Linked DNA regions of Ovis aries: region 2 is linked to region 1. Evidence: chromatin contacts called from public Hi-C data. All regions are on one chromosome and are shown on one strand. Each heading gives the region's core, a stretch centred on a gene start, on an enhancer-like site or on the middle of the called end of the contact. The rest is flanking DNA. Distances are from core to core; before and after follow the strand shown. Region 1 holds the start of INHBE (inhibin subunit beta E). Region 2 overlaps R3HDM2 (R3H domain containing 2).

What was found. Hi-C and Micro-C count contacts between places; a contact is called where the count stands out from the background.
Region 2: a Hi-C map of hypothalamus shows a contact between it and region 1, with 4 times the contacts expected there. The contact joins the enhancer-like site here to the promoter of INHBE in region 1. A contact is called at or near these places in 9 of 16 Hi-C or Micro-C datasets (blood, hypothalamus, liver and 5 more).

What each region holds. Positions count from the first base shown.
Region 1 is chr3:162,183,645-162,190,444 of ARS-UI_Ramb_v3.0, forward strand. INHBE (inhibin subunit beta E) reads right to left here and starts at 1,357. Exons shown (of 2, transcript XM_004006544.5): 1 at 785-1,357; 2 at 1-534. The coding sequence starts at 1,082. INHBC (inhibin subunit beta C) reads right to left here. Exons shown (of 2, transcript XM_004006545.6): 2 at 3,503-6,361. The coding sequence ends at 5,616.
Region 2 is chr3:162,264,108-162,270,728 of ARS-UI_Ramb_v3.0, forward strand. The region is part of intron 3 of R3HDM2 (R3H domain containing 2); the gene reads left to right. Among named protein-coding and RNA genes, the nearest start is that of R3HDM2, 59 kb to the left of the region's middle. Within about 2 kb of position 5,229, at least 6 of the 54 cell types and tissues checked have an H3K27ac peak or open chromatin away from gene starts, as enhancers often do.

The sequences.
Region 1 (6,800 bases), core at 107-2,606:
ACTGGCCACTGCAGAAATTCAACCGGTACCCCTCGGGTTGCAGGATCCAATCCCGCCATCCCAGCTCCTGGAAGTCTACATAATGGTCTCGCCGACAGCATAAGGGGGTCGCCGGCTCACAGCTGGGGGTCCTCCTCCTGGCCCGGGCTGCTCCAGGCCATTTGGGCCGAGTCTTAAGTTCCAGGAAGGGCCGCTGCTCTCCCGCTGAGTCCAGGAGCTGTGGGGCGACAGTGCGGTTGCCTTCTAGGGAACTGCAGTCCAGTCGGAGTTTCAAGACACCAGACTCCTCACGCTTCAAGCCGCTAGAGGGCAGAGTCAGGGCGTGCCAGCCCGGGGTTGTCAACTGGTGCTCAGCCAGAAAGACGCGGGACCCTCGGCCTCTCCTCCTGCCCCCCCATCGGAAAATCCTCAAGGAAAGAGGGCCGGGAAGGGTGGGGAGCACATGCAGCCAGAGGCGAGCATGATACAGGTGATGGGACCGAGGAGTGGACAGGTGGAAGGTGAGCGTGGAGCTGCAGGTGGCGGTGGAGGAGTCTGCCAGAAAGATGGAGAAGGGATTGGAGAATGTGAGCGGAGATGATGCTGTCCCGTGAGACTCCCAAGAGCCCTGCCCGCCGCTCTCGCCAGCTCCCAACTTCGGAAGAAGCAGGGACTCCGAGGCCAGTCCGGCTCCAGTTCCTCCTCTTCCTTCCAGACCCGACTCCCTCTGCTCCTGCTATCATTGTCGAGTTCCCCTTCTGCCTCCCTGCCCTGTCAGCTCTCTGCCTGTCTCTCCTTCACCCACCTGTGAGGACTGCAAAGCTGATGACCTGCTCCCCATTCGCTGGAGCCACTCTTCCCCGCTGCAGTCTCCGGAGGGCTCTGGTGAGCACAGCCGGGGGTGGAGGATGAGTCATCCGGGGACGACTGGTCAGCTGTAGTCCCTCGAGGATTTGCTGCTTGGCCAGCTTGAGGACCAGAGCTCGCTCTGCTTGGGGTGCCAGTGTGGGGCCCCCACAGGACGGACACGCAGACCCTGCCACCTGTGCCCACACCAGTGCCCACAGCAGCACCAGTTGGAGCTGGACCTTGTGGAGTCCCATGGCCTTGGTGGTGAACAGCCCAGGGTCAGGTCGGGGGCCTTGGAGGACCGTTGCTCCTCCTGTCGAGTCTGGCTGTGTGGAGGCCAATGAGGAGGACACGGCAGCTGCAGCCACCAGTGCCACACCTACCCTTGGCCAAGGGTAGAGCCACCTGTCTTCTGTTGCCTGGAACTCAGGAAGGCAGACAGTGGATGGTCCAATGGGTAGCGATGTTCAGTGCAGTCTGCCAGTTCGACCCTCACAGCTCATGTCTGACTACTGACCGGGGCCTCTCTGGAGCCAGCAGCCTAGGGCTCCCTCACCTAGTGGTCAGCAGGCAGACCTACCCTCTGAGCCCCAGGATTGGCCAGCTGTGCTGCCCATCAGGCCCCTGCCGTGGGTGGAGGTTCCCCCCTGGAGCTCAGGTTTCACCATCTGGCCCTGGTCACGGAGCTTGAGGTAGGGGTGGGGGGGTGGGGGGCGATGTGGACACGTATGATGCAAGAAGGAGGAGGATTTCACAGGCTCAATCCCCAAGGTCTGGGGCTCGGGGGAGGGAGCTCCATGTGAGCAAGGAAGGAAGGTCACTTCCCCCCATACCTCCAGTCTGTCTAGCTCCTGGCCTCCACTGTTGCAGCAGTTTCCATGAGGCAGCTGGGAGTCTCAGTGGTTATTTTTCTGGGCTAGAAGGAGAACTTGGTTCTTTTTGATTTCTAGCAATGGGGCTGGGACAAGGGCGAGAGGCCGGGGGGCTGGCGGTAGGAATGGAGTCCTCTTGCCCAGGCCAAGGTGGCAGTGTCATGGGGCACAGAAGTTACCTCCTGACCTTGCCTGTGCTGGCTGCCCAGAGTCCAGTTGGACCAGAGCACAACGTGGACGAGGGCTGGAGCCTGGGCGGGGGATGGCATGTCACTGTGATGTCTGGGGAAACCTGGAGAGGTGGGGGTGGTGGTGATGCAATATTACATCAGGGCAGAGTCCATCAAGGATGGCAGAAGGGCATGAGACTTGGAAGGGCCTGTCCCAGACATTGGTTCTCTTTCAGGGGACTCCAAGAGCTGCCTAGATTTGGGGTATCCTAGGAGTGGTGCCAGCCTTGGTTAATGATGGGACATTGAAGATTTATGAGCTTTTAAGAACAAAACATAGCCAGTATAGCAACCTGAGTCCCAACCCCAGCCTTCCTTATCACACTCCTCACTGCCTTTAAATGAGAGGACCAAGGCCTCATGTCATCAGCCTTTCTCCTTATGCCCCAGTTTCTTCAAGAAGCTGGGAGGAAGTGAGTGTGTTTTGGGAAATGGGCCCCTATTCCAGTTTGTTAATCTCCCGGCTATTCAGCCATTGGGGGCTCTCAAGATAGACTGCTAGATTCTGGCACAGGGGAAGAGAGGTGGCACTTTGGGGGCCGGGACTCAGTACCGCCAGTGTCCACCATGTGGCAGTGCTGAGCCGCTGGACAGCAGAGGGCTTAGCGCTGACCAGCTTCCCAGGGAAGGGGCTGCTCTGGGATGTGGAGAAATTCAGAGGGCTTGCTTCCCCACCTCTCCCTCTGGGGACCCTGCCTCTACGCAAGAAGAATGAGAAGCTGGTGCCTCAGCTCTCTCCGCTTGCCGCTGCCGGAAAGCTGAGGCTGTCATCAGGACCACATCACTGCTACCTTCAGTTCAGTTTTGGACCTCATCCCTGACATGTGGCAATGGAGGGCAGTGATGGGTGCCATGCTACAGCACCTGTGGTGGGGAGGGGGCCAATGAGACTTTTAGACCCTCTCTCCACCCTGCCTTTCTCCCTAGATCTTGAGTCATATTCAAGTCCCTTTGGCCAGGGCTCTGCCGAGCTGCCAGGGCCCTCTCTGTTGGTCAAGCTTGTGAGTGACAGCCCTCTCACCCCCTGGGGTCTGGACCCTAGAACTGCAAAGCTCAGGTTTCTGCCTGTGGCGCTGTCTCCGAGGGCTAACCTGTGGGTGAGCCTGAGTCAAGGGAGCATCCAGAAGTGACTGCAGGAGTCACCAACCCCATTCCTCCCCTGACCTCTCTGTCAGGTGCCCCCAATTTCCAGCTCTTCTTACCCTCTTGCTGCTGTGCATGGCCTGCCCCTACCTCCCCAGTGACACTTACGTCAGAACCCAGCTATAAATATGCTCTTAGCATCTTAGTCACTTTTCCCAAGAAGTGCTCCCAGGTTATAAATACCCCAGCCATCTGCCTCACAGGCCCGCCCTACCACCAACCTGGCTGGGGGCTGGGGGGTAGCGACAGGCTTGAGAGTGGGTGAGGAAGTAGAAGGAGCCTGAGTGAGTATCTTGCCCTACAGAGAAAAGCCTGAGGAGCCTAGTGTCAGGGGCCAGGGAGCGCTGGAGGAAAAGGTTGGGAAGAGGACAATTCCACTGTTTCTTCTTTGTCAAAAGCAGAGCCAAAAAAGAGAAGGAATAGTACTGATTCCTGTTACATTTAGTTTATTTTAAAATTTGCTATTTTGTTCATCTTGGATATTTTTGCATTGATTTTTAAAAAAAATATTGCATTAAAATATTATTTATCTTGACTGATGGAATTTTTGACATCCCCTTAAAATTCTGTCTCCAAGGCAAGTACCTCACTTCACCTCACCTTAGTCTTGACCCTGGGGACTGAAGCTATAGTTGGAAGGAGGGCGGTTAGATTTGGGAGGAGGTGGATTTGGGGTGGGAAACAGTGGTGGAAGAGGGCAGCCAAGCACCAGAAGGCTTCCTTAGATTCTCTCCTTAGGTTAAGATCTCATAAAGTCAAAGGACAGAGAACTTCTGAGCGAGTAAGCATTTGCTCACGAAGCCCGCAGCTCAGATTTGCCTTTCTCCAGGAGGTCTTTCAGACTGTATCCTTTAGGGTGCCTTTTCCAGGGACCTCAGACCTGGATAGGAGGGGGTTATATGCTGAACAAACACAGACAGCACGTTTCCCAAAGGACACATGGGTTTTGCACAATCTCGGCCTTGGGTTGCAGACAATATCGACCCAATGGTTCAGGGCTGTCCAGCTAACAGGGGTGGGGGGGCAATGGTGGGGGAAGAGGGCAAAGGTCTGGAGAGGACCCAGTCTCAGAGCAAATACCTCCCTCTCCTCTCCGCAGACTTTCCTTTTCTTCTCCCCATCCTACTCAAGTGGCCCTTGGCCAGTTCCATCTCCCAGACAGGACTCCTGGCTGGAGCCCTGAGGATCAGTGAAGGAAGGCTGCCTCGTCTCTGCCTCCCACCATGTGTGTGCCCACAGGTTGTCACCTACTTGCTGGCTGAGCAGTGATCTGTCTCATCTCTTGGACCGAGGACAGAGGGAGGAGAGGAGCAAGTAAAGCCCAGGTCTTTATTAGCTGGAAGACCAGTGAAGATGGTTCTAGGAAGTAGGATGGGGCCTAAGAAAGGAGGCAGCCTGGGGAAGGAGGAGTCATGATGTGTGGGACAGACATAAAGTTCAGCCCTAAGGAGACTGTGAGGAGAGAAAAGTGGGCAGGGCAGGCAGGCTCTGTGTTATCGGGGGTACCAATCAGGGTCCTGGCAGGAAATAAAAGACCCACTCAGCTGTCTATGTTGGCATCACTAAGAAGACTCAGTGAAGGACCTCTTTTCAGAGGTATGGGCAGGCTTAAGGGAACTGAGGAGGGATGTTGAAGCACCCAGGAACTAGCAAAAGGCAGATCAAAGGCTAAGAGGAGACAGAGGCCAGCGTGTTTCTTACTCCTTTCCCTCTGCCTAGGTTCCATGGTTCTGTGTAACTATGGCTATGCCTATATCCCTACAACTCCTGTCCAGCTCCCCACCCCCTCCACAGCTCCAGCTCTGCCTAAGTTCTGGTATCCTTGCTTCCACGCTCTTGGCTTGTAAGAGCTTTCCATTCTTGCTAGTTTGCTAAGCCAGTCAAACTCGGCAGGAAGCCAGAGGCCAAAGGAACTCAGGTGAGTCTGCCCCCAAGGGTACAGAGCCGGACGGAGAAGGACAAAGAGTGAATGAAGGCATGCCAAGAGAGGCTTCAGCAACCCACTGGGCAAGTCAGAGGGAAAAGGGCTCAAGACATAAACAGGATGTAATGTTTGGTGAGTCTAAGGGAGGGACTCTCTGGAGATCCAGAAAAGCAAGGAACAGGGCTGGCCAATTCATCCTGTAGTGGGGGATGTGCAGTAGAAAGGGCAGGGAGGCACTGTGGATTGTGGGCGGGATTGCAGTGGGGCTGTGGGTGTCTGTCTGGGACTCAGATGGCACTGCTCATGGTAGGAGATGGATCAGAGTCCCTGGGGTGGCAGTTGAGCACATGGGGCTTGCTGAATGGACTCTGCCCCAGAAAGGGGCTAGTCATTATGAAGATGGTACCGTGGGTCTCCTTAGATCACATCTAAGGAGATGTGATGAAGGTCTCCTCACATCAAAGTGGGGATAATTTCCCCAAGTTGCTCAGGAAGAGGGTGTCCATCTTCTGGACAGAGGCAGTAAGAGGGCCACACCCTACTATCAAGGAAGAGCACCTCCGTCAGGGTGTGTTTGCCTGTCCCCCCTTCCCCCCAGCTGCCTGTGCCACACACAGACTAACTGCACCCACAGGCCTCTACCACCATGTCAGGTATGTCAGTCTTGACAATGTTGCTGTCCCTGTCATAGTAGAGCAGAGAGAGGGGGCGCCGGATGGTGGGCACACAGCATGAACTCCCTCTGGTGGTGCCTGCAGCTGTGTTGACCTTGAGAAGATTGAGCACAGAGGTGTAAAAGGAGGCGGCGATGCCAGGCATGCCTGCCACGTGCAGGGGGCACTGCCCTGTGCAGAAGTTCATCGCGTAGCCCTCAGGCTGGATGATCCAGTCGTGCCATCCGATCTCCCGGAAGTCCACGAAGAACTCCTGTCGACAGCACATCCTGGACCTGCCCTGGCAGTCGATGCCTCGACGACGAAGCCGGTGCTTGCCCCCGACTCTCACCCGAGCTGTCACGAAGGGCCTATGTGCAGCCCCAGCCAGGATGACTGGGCTCCAGGCCACCTGTCCTTCGGGGGCCAGCTCCAGGGTCAGGTGCCCCTGGCTATAAGCAGTCTGAGCTTCAGGCCCCAGGAGAAGCTGGTGCCAGCCACTGTCGTTTACCTCCAGCAGGTGCTGAGTGGCCGAAGTGAGGTTGGTGTCACGTGGGCTGAGCTCAAGGACCCTCACCTTCAGAGGGCAGGTGGTATTGGGAGGGAGCTGTACAAAGAACATGAGGCTGGCCTGCTGGACCTCCAAGCCACCAGCTGAGCTGTCAGAGGAGAAGTGGAAATCCAGACGAGTCTGGGTGGTGTTGCAGAGGCCTGTGGACACAAGAAGCCCCAGTCACTGTGGTCTTCTGAGTGTCAGTTCTACCTGCTACCTCCCTGTGAGTTCCTTCTCAGCCACAGTCCTGGCACTGTTAAGGACCCTTTCCTTCTTAAAAATCTCTTCTCACAACTCTCTTAGGATTCTTCCTTAATTTTCTTTACCAGCTTTTCTTTCTCTGACCATCCCTCCAGTGCAAGAGTTCTTTGGTCTGTCTTTGACCTTCATTTCCTCTTTTTTTTTTAACCCTTATTTCCCCAACCACGGATTGAGCTTGCCCACCCCCATGCAGTGGAACCTCGGAGTCTTAAGCACTGGACCCCCAGGGAAGTCCCATTTCCTCTTACTCTACACTGAGGGGAGCCCTGACCCACAGTTGTGGGCAGCCAACACAAATCTTATACTGGTGATTCCTGAATCTGTCAGTCCAGTTCA
Region 2 (6,621 bases), core at 3,979-6,478, 84 kb after region 1:
AGCATCTGAATGCAGAGTTCCAAAGAATAGCAAGAAGAGATAAGAAAGCTTTCTTCAGCAATCAATGCAAAGATAGAGGAAAACAATAGAATGGGAAAGACTAGAGATCTCTTCAAGAAAATTAGAGATACCAAGGGAACATTTCATGCAAAGTTGGGCTCAATAAAGGACAGAAATGGTATGGATCTAACAGAAGCAGAAGATATTAAGAAGAGATGGCAAGAATACACAGAAGAACTGTACAAAAAAGATCTTCACAACCCAGATAATCATGATGATGTGATCACTAATCTAGAGCCAGACATCTTGGAATGTGAAGTCAAGTGGGCCTTAGAAAGCATCACTACGAACAAAGCTAGTGGAGGTGATGGAATTCCAGTTGAGCCATTTCAAATCCTGAAAGATGATGCTGTGAAAGTGCTGCATGCAGTATGCCAGCAAATTTGGAAAACTCAGAAGTGGCCACAGGACTGGAAAAGATCAGTTTTCATTCCAATGCCAAAGAAAGGCAATGCCAAAGAATGCTCAAACTATCGCACAATTGCACTCATCTCACACGCTAGTAAAGTAATGCTCAAAATTCTCCAAGCCAGGCTTCAGCAGTACGTGAACTGTGAACTCCCTGATGTTCAAGCTGGTTTTAGAAAAGGCAGAGGAACCAGAGATCAAATTGCCAACATCTGCTGGATAATGGAAAAAGAAAGAGAGTTCCAGAAAAACATCTATTTCTGCTTTGTTGACTATGCCAAAGCCTTTGACTGTGTGGATCACAATAAACTGTGGAAAATTCTTCAAGAGATGGGACTACCAGACCACCTAACCTGCCTCTTGAGAAATCTGTATGCAGGTCAGGAAGCAACAGTTAGAACTGGACATGGAACAACAGACTGGTTCCAAATAGGAAAAGGAGTACATCAAGGCTGTATATTGTCACCCTGCTTATTTAACTTGTATGCAGAGTACATCATGAGAAACGCTGGACTGGAAGCAACACAAGCTGGAATCAAGATTGCTGGGAGAAATATCAGTAACCTCAGATATGCAGATGACACCACCCTTATGGCAGAAAGTGAAGAGGAACTAAAAGCCTCTTGATGAAAGTGAAAGAGGAGGGTGAAAATGTTGGCTTAAAACTCAACATTGAGAAAACAAAGATCATGGCATCTGGTCCCATCACTTCATGGGAAATAGATGGGAAACAGTGGAAACAGTATCAGACTTCATTTTTTGGGGCTTCAAAATCACTGCAGATGGTGATTGCAGCCATGAAATTAAAAGACGCTTACTCCTTGGAAGAAAAGTTATGAGCAACCTAGATAGTATATTCAAAAGCAGAGACATTACTTTGCCGACTAAGGTCCGTCTAGTCAAGGCTATGGTTTTTCCTGTGGTCATGTATGGATGTGAGAGCTGGACTGTGAAGAAGGCTGAGCCCCGAAGAATTGATGCTTTTGAACTGTGGTGTTGGAGAAGACTCTTGAGAGTCCCTTGGACTGCAAGGAGATCCAACCAGTCCATCCTGAAGGAGATCAGCCCTGGGATTTCTTTGGAAGGAATGATGCTAAAGCTGAAACTCCAGTACTTTGGCCACCTCATGCGAAGAGTTGACTCATTGGAAAAGACTCTGATGCTGGGAGGGGTAGGGGGCAGGAGGAGAAGGGGACGACTGAGGATGAGATGGCTGGATGGGATCACAGACTCAAGGGACGTGAGTCTGAGTGAACTCTGGGAGTTGGTGATGAACAGGGAAGCCTCGCATGCTACGATTCATGGGGTTGCAAAGAGTCGGACATGGCTGAGCAACTGAACTGAACTCCGCATATAAGTTAAATAAACAGGGTGACAATACACAGCCTTGACATACTCCTTTCCTGATTTTGAATCAGCCTGTTGTTCCATGTCCAGTTCTAACTGTTGCTTTGTGACCTGCATACAGATTTCTCAGGAGGCAGGTCATGTGGTCTGGTATTCCCATCTCTTCAAGAATTTTTCATAATCTGTTGTGATCCACACACTCAAAGGCTTTGGTGTAGTCAATAAAGCATAAGTAGATGTTTTTCTGGAATTCTCTGGCTTTTTCAGTGTTCCAGTGGATGTTGGCAATTTGATCTTTGGTTCCTCTGCATTTTCTAAATCCAGCTTGAACATGTGGAGGTTCATGATTCACGTACTGTTGAAATCTGGCTTGGAGAATATATTTGCATATATAGTTTTAATAATTTTCGAAATGTCTTTCTTTACTAATTCTATAGTCTACATTGTTTCTTAGTCATTTATCTTTTCATTAGGAAATAAGTGTAATTTACAAGAAGTTGCACATGTTCCATGTGTTTTTCACACAATTTCTCCTAGTGGTATCAGTTTGTATAACTATAGGAGCATATCAAGCTAGCAAATTGATATTGGTATAGTCTGCAGAGTTTATTCATACCTGATCAGCATTTTAGATCTAGTCCCACGTGTATGTTTGTGTGCATGTAGTTCTTAGGGAATTTCGTCACATGTGAATTTGTGGGAGTACAGAACAGTTTTATTCCCACAAGAATTTTTCGTGTTGCCCCTACCCTTTTTCTTTTGGCTGCACTGTGCGGCATGTGGGGTCTTAGTTCCCTAGCCAGTTCCCCGTGCCTTCTGCATTGGGAACGTGGTGTTAACCCCTGGACCATCTGGGAAGTCCCTGTTGCCCTTTTAAAACCACCCCTACCTCCCTCCACCCCACTGAAAAACCTGAAACCCTGACAACCAATATCTGTTCTCCATCTCTATAATACTGTCATCTCAAAAGTTTTCTTTCACATTTGCCACTTTTTAATGATTTATTTTTGGCTTTGCTGGGTCTTCTTTGCTGCTCATGGCCTTTCTCTAGCTGTGGTGAGCAGGGCTACTCTTCATTGTGGTGTGAGGGCTTCTCACTGCAGTGGCTTCTCTTGTTGCAGAGCACAGGCCCTAGGTGCATGGGCTTCAGTTGTTGTGGCTCTCAGCCTCTAGAGTGCAGGCTCAGTGGTTTTGGTGCATGGGCTTAGTTACTCTTGAGGCATGTGGCATCTTCCCCAAGCAGGGATCAAACCTGTGTCCCCTGCGTTTGCAGGCAGATTCTTATCCACTGAGTCATTAGGGAAGTCCTCAGAATGTTATTTAAAAGGAATCATACACCATGTAACCCTTTAAGATTGACCTTTTTTCCCCCTTACTCAGCATAATTCCCTTGAGATCCAAAAAAGTTGTTGTGTGTATCAATAGTTCCTGTTGCTAAGTAGTGTTCCGTGGTATGGCTGTCCCAAGTCTGTTTAAACATTCATGTGTTGAAAGATTTTTGTGTTGGCTCCATTTTTAGGCTATTGTAAATAAGGCTATACATTCATATACATGTGAACATTCATAAACATGTTTTTGTATAATTTTTTATTTTTCTGAAATAAAGGTCCAAATTATAGTTACTTAATAGCATGGTAACTGCATATTTCATTTCATAAGAAACTGCTCTACTTTCTTCCAGAGTGGCTGTGCCATATTATATTCCTACCAGTGATCTAGTTTTTCTGCATCCTTGCCAGCATTTGGTATTGACAGTATTTTTTATTTTAGCCATTATGATAGATGTATAGTAATATCTCACTATGGTTTGAATTTGTATTTCCCTAATGGTTGATTTTCAATATGTCTGTTCATGTCTACTACCCATTTTTTTTTTAAATTTGTTTCTTTACTGTTGAGTTTGAGAATTCTTTATATATTCTGTATACAAGTCTTTTGTTGGTTATGTGGTTTGCAGATTTTTTCTCCAATCTGTGGCTTACTCTAACTCTAGACTCCTTTGCTCTCTCAGGCTCTCACTCCTGTGTTCTCCACTTAGGAAGCCTGTAGGAACATACCTAGGTTTCCCTTAGACTCTTTCTTCCTTTTGATATTTCTTGAAAACTCTCTAGGCATTAAACTTAGGTAATATAGAGCTTGGTTGGGGCTTCCCAGGTGGCTCAGTGATAAAGGATCTGCCTGCCAACACAGGAGTCACAAAAGGCACGGAATCGATCCTTGGTTTGGGAAGATCTCCCTTCAGTAGGAAATGGCAACCCACTCCAGTATTCTTCCCTGAAAAATCCCGTGGACAGAGGAGCCTGACTGGCTACGGTCCATAGGGTGCAGAGTCAGACATAGACTGAGCACGCAGTATAATACAGAGCTCACCTTATTTTTTCCTCATCTCTCAGGAGTCATTGTCCTTCATTGCCTCATGTTCAGTGTCTTAAACACCAGTGTTTTGCACATTTGTCTGATTTTTTAAATTATTTCTGCCAGTAATATAAATATCATTCCTGTTATTCCAAGTTAGTCAGAAGTGAAATCCCCATCCCACCCTCAGAATTTTCAATAACACTAGGAACATCCATTGTTATTAACTACTGTCCAAAAATTCCTTCCTTTCTCAGGTTGTTTTAAAAAGGGTGGGAATGAGGTGGGAATGGAGGCTAAATATAACTCAGACAAAAGATACTTCTGATGTTGTTCAGTGTCTCTTGAAGCTCAGGTCCTTTCAGAAGTTTGCGAATCAATCAGATACAGGTTTAGAGCTAGAAATAGGTCAGCTACCATAGAACACAATGATGATGTGAAAATATTTTTGTGACACTTGTGTGTGATGATATATCCTTTCTTGTTCAGGTTTCTATTTGGATGTAATGCTAGATTCTGGATATTTTCGAATATCTTTATTCTTATCCTTACAGTCCTTTTCTTGAAAGAATGACCATATATTTAAGATCATAGTTTCTTTTATCTAAAGGGTAGAGTTAACCAGTTTAAGAAGCTGCTTTTTAAGCTTAGGTGCATCTAGCTGGGTAATTCTCCTTTGACCTTTATTATTAGTTTTGGAGCTTATATCAGAGCTTTTGATGTTTTAATATGTATACAAGTGTTTCTTAAAGAGTGTGCTCTGCATTTCAAAACTGCACTTGCCTATATAAAATTCAAAGAGATAAGCGTCACCACAGGATCATGTAGCTATCAAACACTTGAAGGAAATACTTCTTTGGAGTTATTTTGTGGAATGAGGACACATTTCAGCAATTAGGTAACTGAGCTCTGGAAATCTGCTAGAGCCACCTTTAGAATAGAGCTGTCTCTGCTTATGCTAGTCTCATTAGGAAAGTTTTACTTCTATTCCCAGTCTATTGCCTCTGCTGATGTACAGGGGCGTAGCTTGGTATATTTATTAGTCAGCTGATTTTCCGCAGTGTGTATCATGGATGCATTGCACAGAATGGTTACTCAGTGAGTGAGTACTTGTTGCATGAGTGAATGAATGCCTTTTCATTGAGTCATCTTTCCTTTTCTTTCTATCTCTATCCTTTTGATCATTTTTCGGTCTGCATTTCCTCTAGAGGGTGGAGAGAGAAGGCAAAAATGATGAACCAGAAATCATTGTTGTTTGTAAATAACTCAGATAAGGAAAGAGTACTGTATGAGAAGAAATTGAAACTCCTGCCTAAAATGAGGTTTTTGAATTAATACTGGATTTCACTTCTCTATTTTCTTGCCGTTACTAATGCTGAACTGGTGTTTTGCTTTTCTTCAGCATCCTGAGCAGCTTTTTTCTCTTTAGTTTATAGCTGGTGATAAGAGAACTCCATGGACTGTATAGTTCATGGGGTTGCAAAGAGTCAGACATGGCTGCGCGACTTTCACTTTCACCTCACTTTCACATGCTGCTTTAGTTTTCATTTTTATTTCTAATTTTTGTAACCTTTTCTTTTCTATGTGGAGTTCTCTTCTACTTCTTTATTCCTTACATATTGGTGTATCCTGAAACCTCTGCTCACCTTTCTAGGCTTTTCTGCTGTTAATCTGCCAGTGTTCTCACCATGCACTCTCCCTTTAAAATCCAAGGTTTCAGCTCTGTCACAATCTGGTGGTCTAGTTATCCAGTTCCATCAGTGTAACTGCCTACTGGGCACTTTGTCAGTATATCACATATACCATGTTTTAAGTAGAGCTTTATTCTTTCTTTCTTTCTTTACAGACTGACTATTCTCCTTCAAAATGCATATCTTAGAATACTGAGAAATGTCTGTTTACCCCTGTTGTTCTCAAACTTTTTGGTATTATAATGTCTTTACACGCTTAGAAATTATCAAAGCCTCCAAAAGAGCTTTTTTTAATGTAGGTTATATCTATCAATATTAATGTATTAGAAATTAAAACTGAGAATTTTAAAACACATTAGTTCATTTAAGTATGGTAATAAATCCATTACATGTTAACATAAAAGTGAACTAAATATTTTTCCCCACAACAGCAACAACATTTATAAGAAATGTGTCATTGTTTTTAATTTTTCCAAATAATTTAGTGTTGGGGTTAATAGAATACAGATGAGTCTCATATCTGCTTTTCATTCAATTAGTTGTGATATTATATGTCATGTAGCTTTCGGAAAATGCTCTTGTATATCTTTGAGATACACGAAAAGGGTGAATAAGGTTTAACATGCTTATAAAAATGGTTTTGATCTTGCATATTCCTTCAAAAAGTTGTAGGAATTCCCAGGCCACACTTTGAGAGCTGCTTTTGTCTCTGGCTGCCTGGATGTCCTCTTTGACTTCTCCCTATCATCACACTTATCTC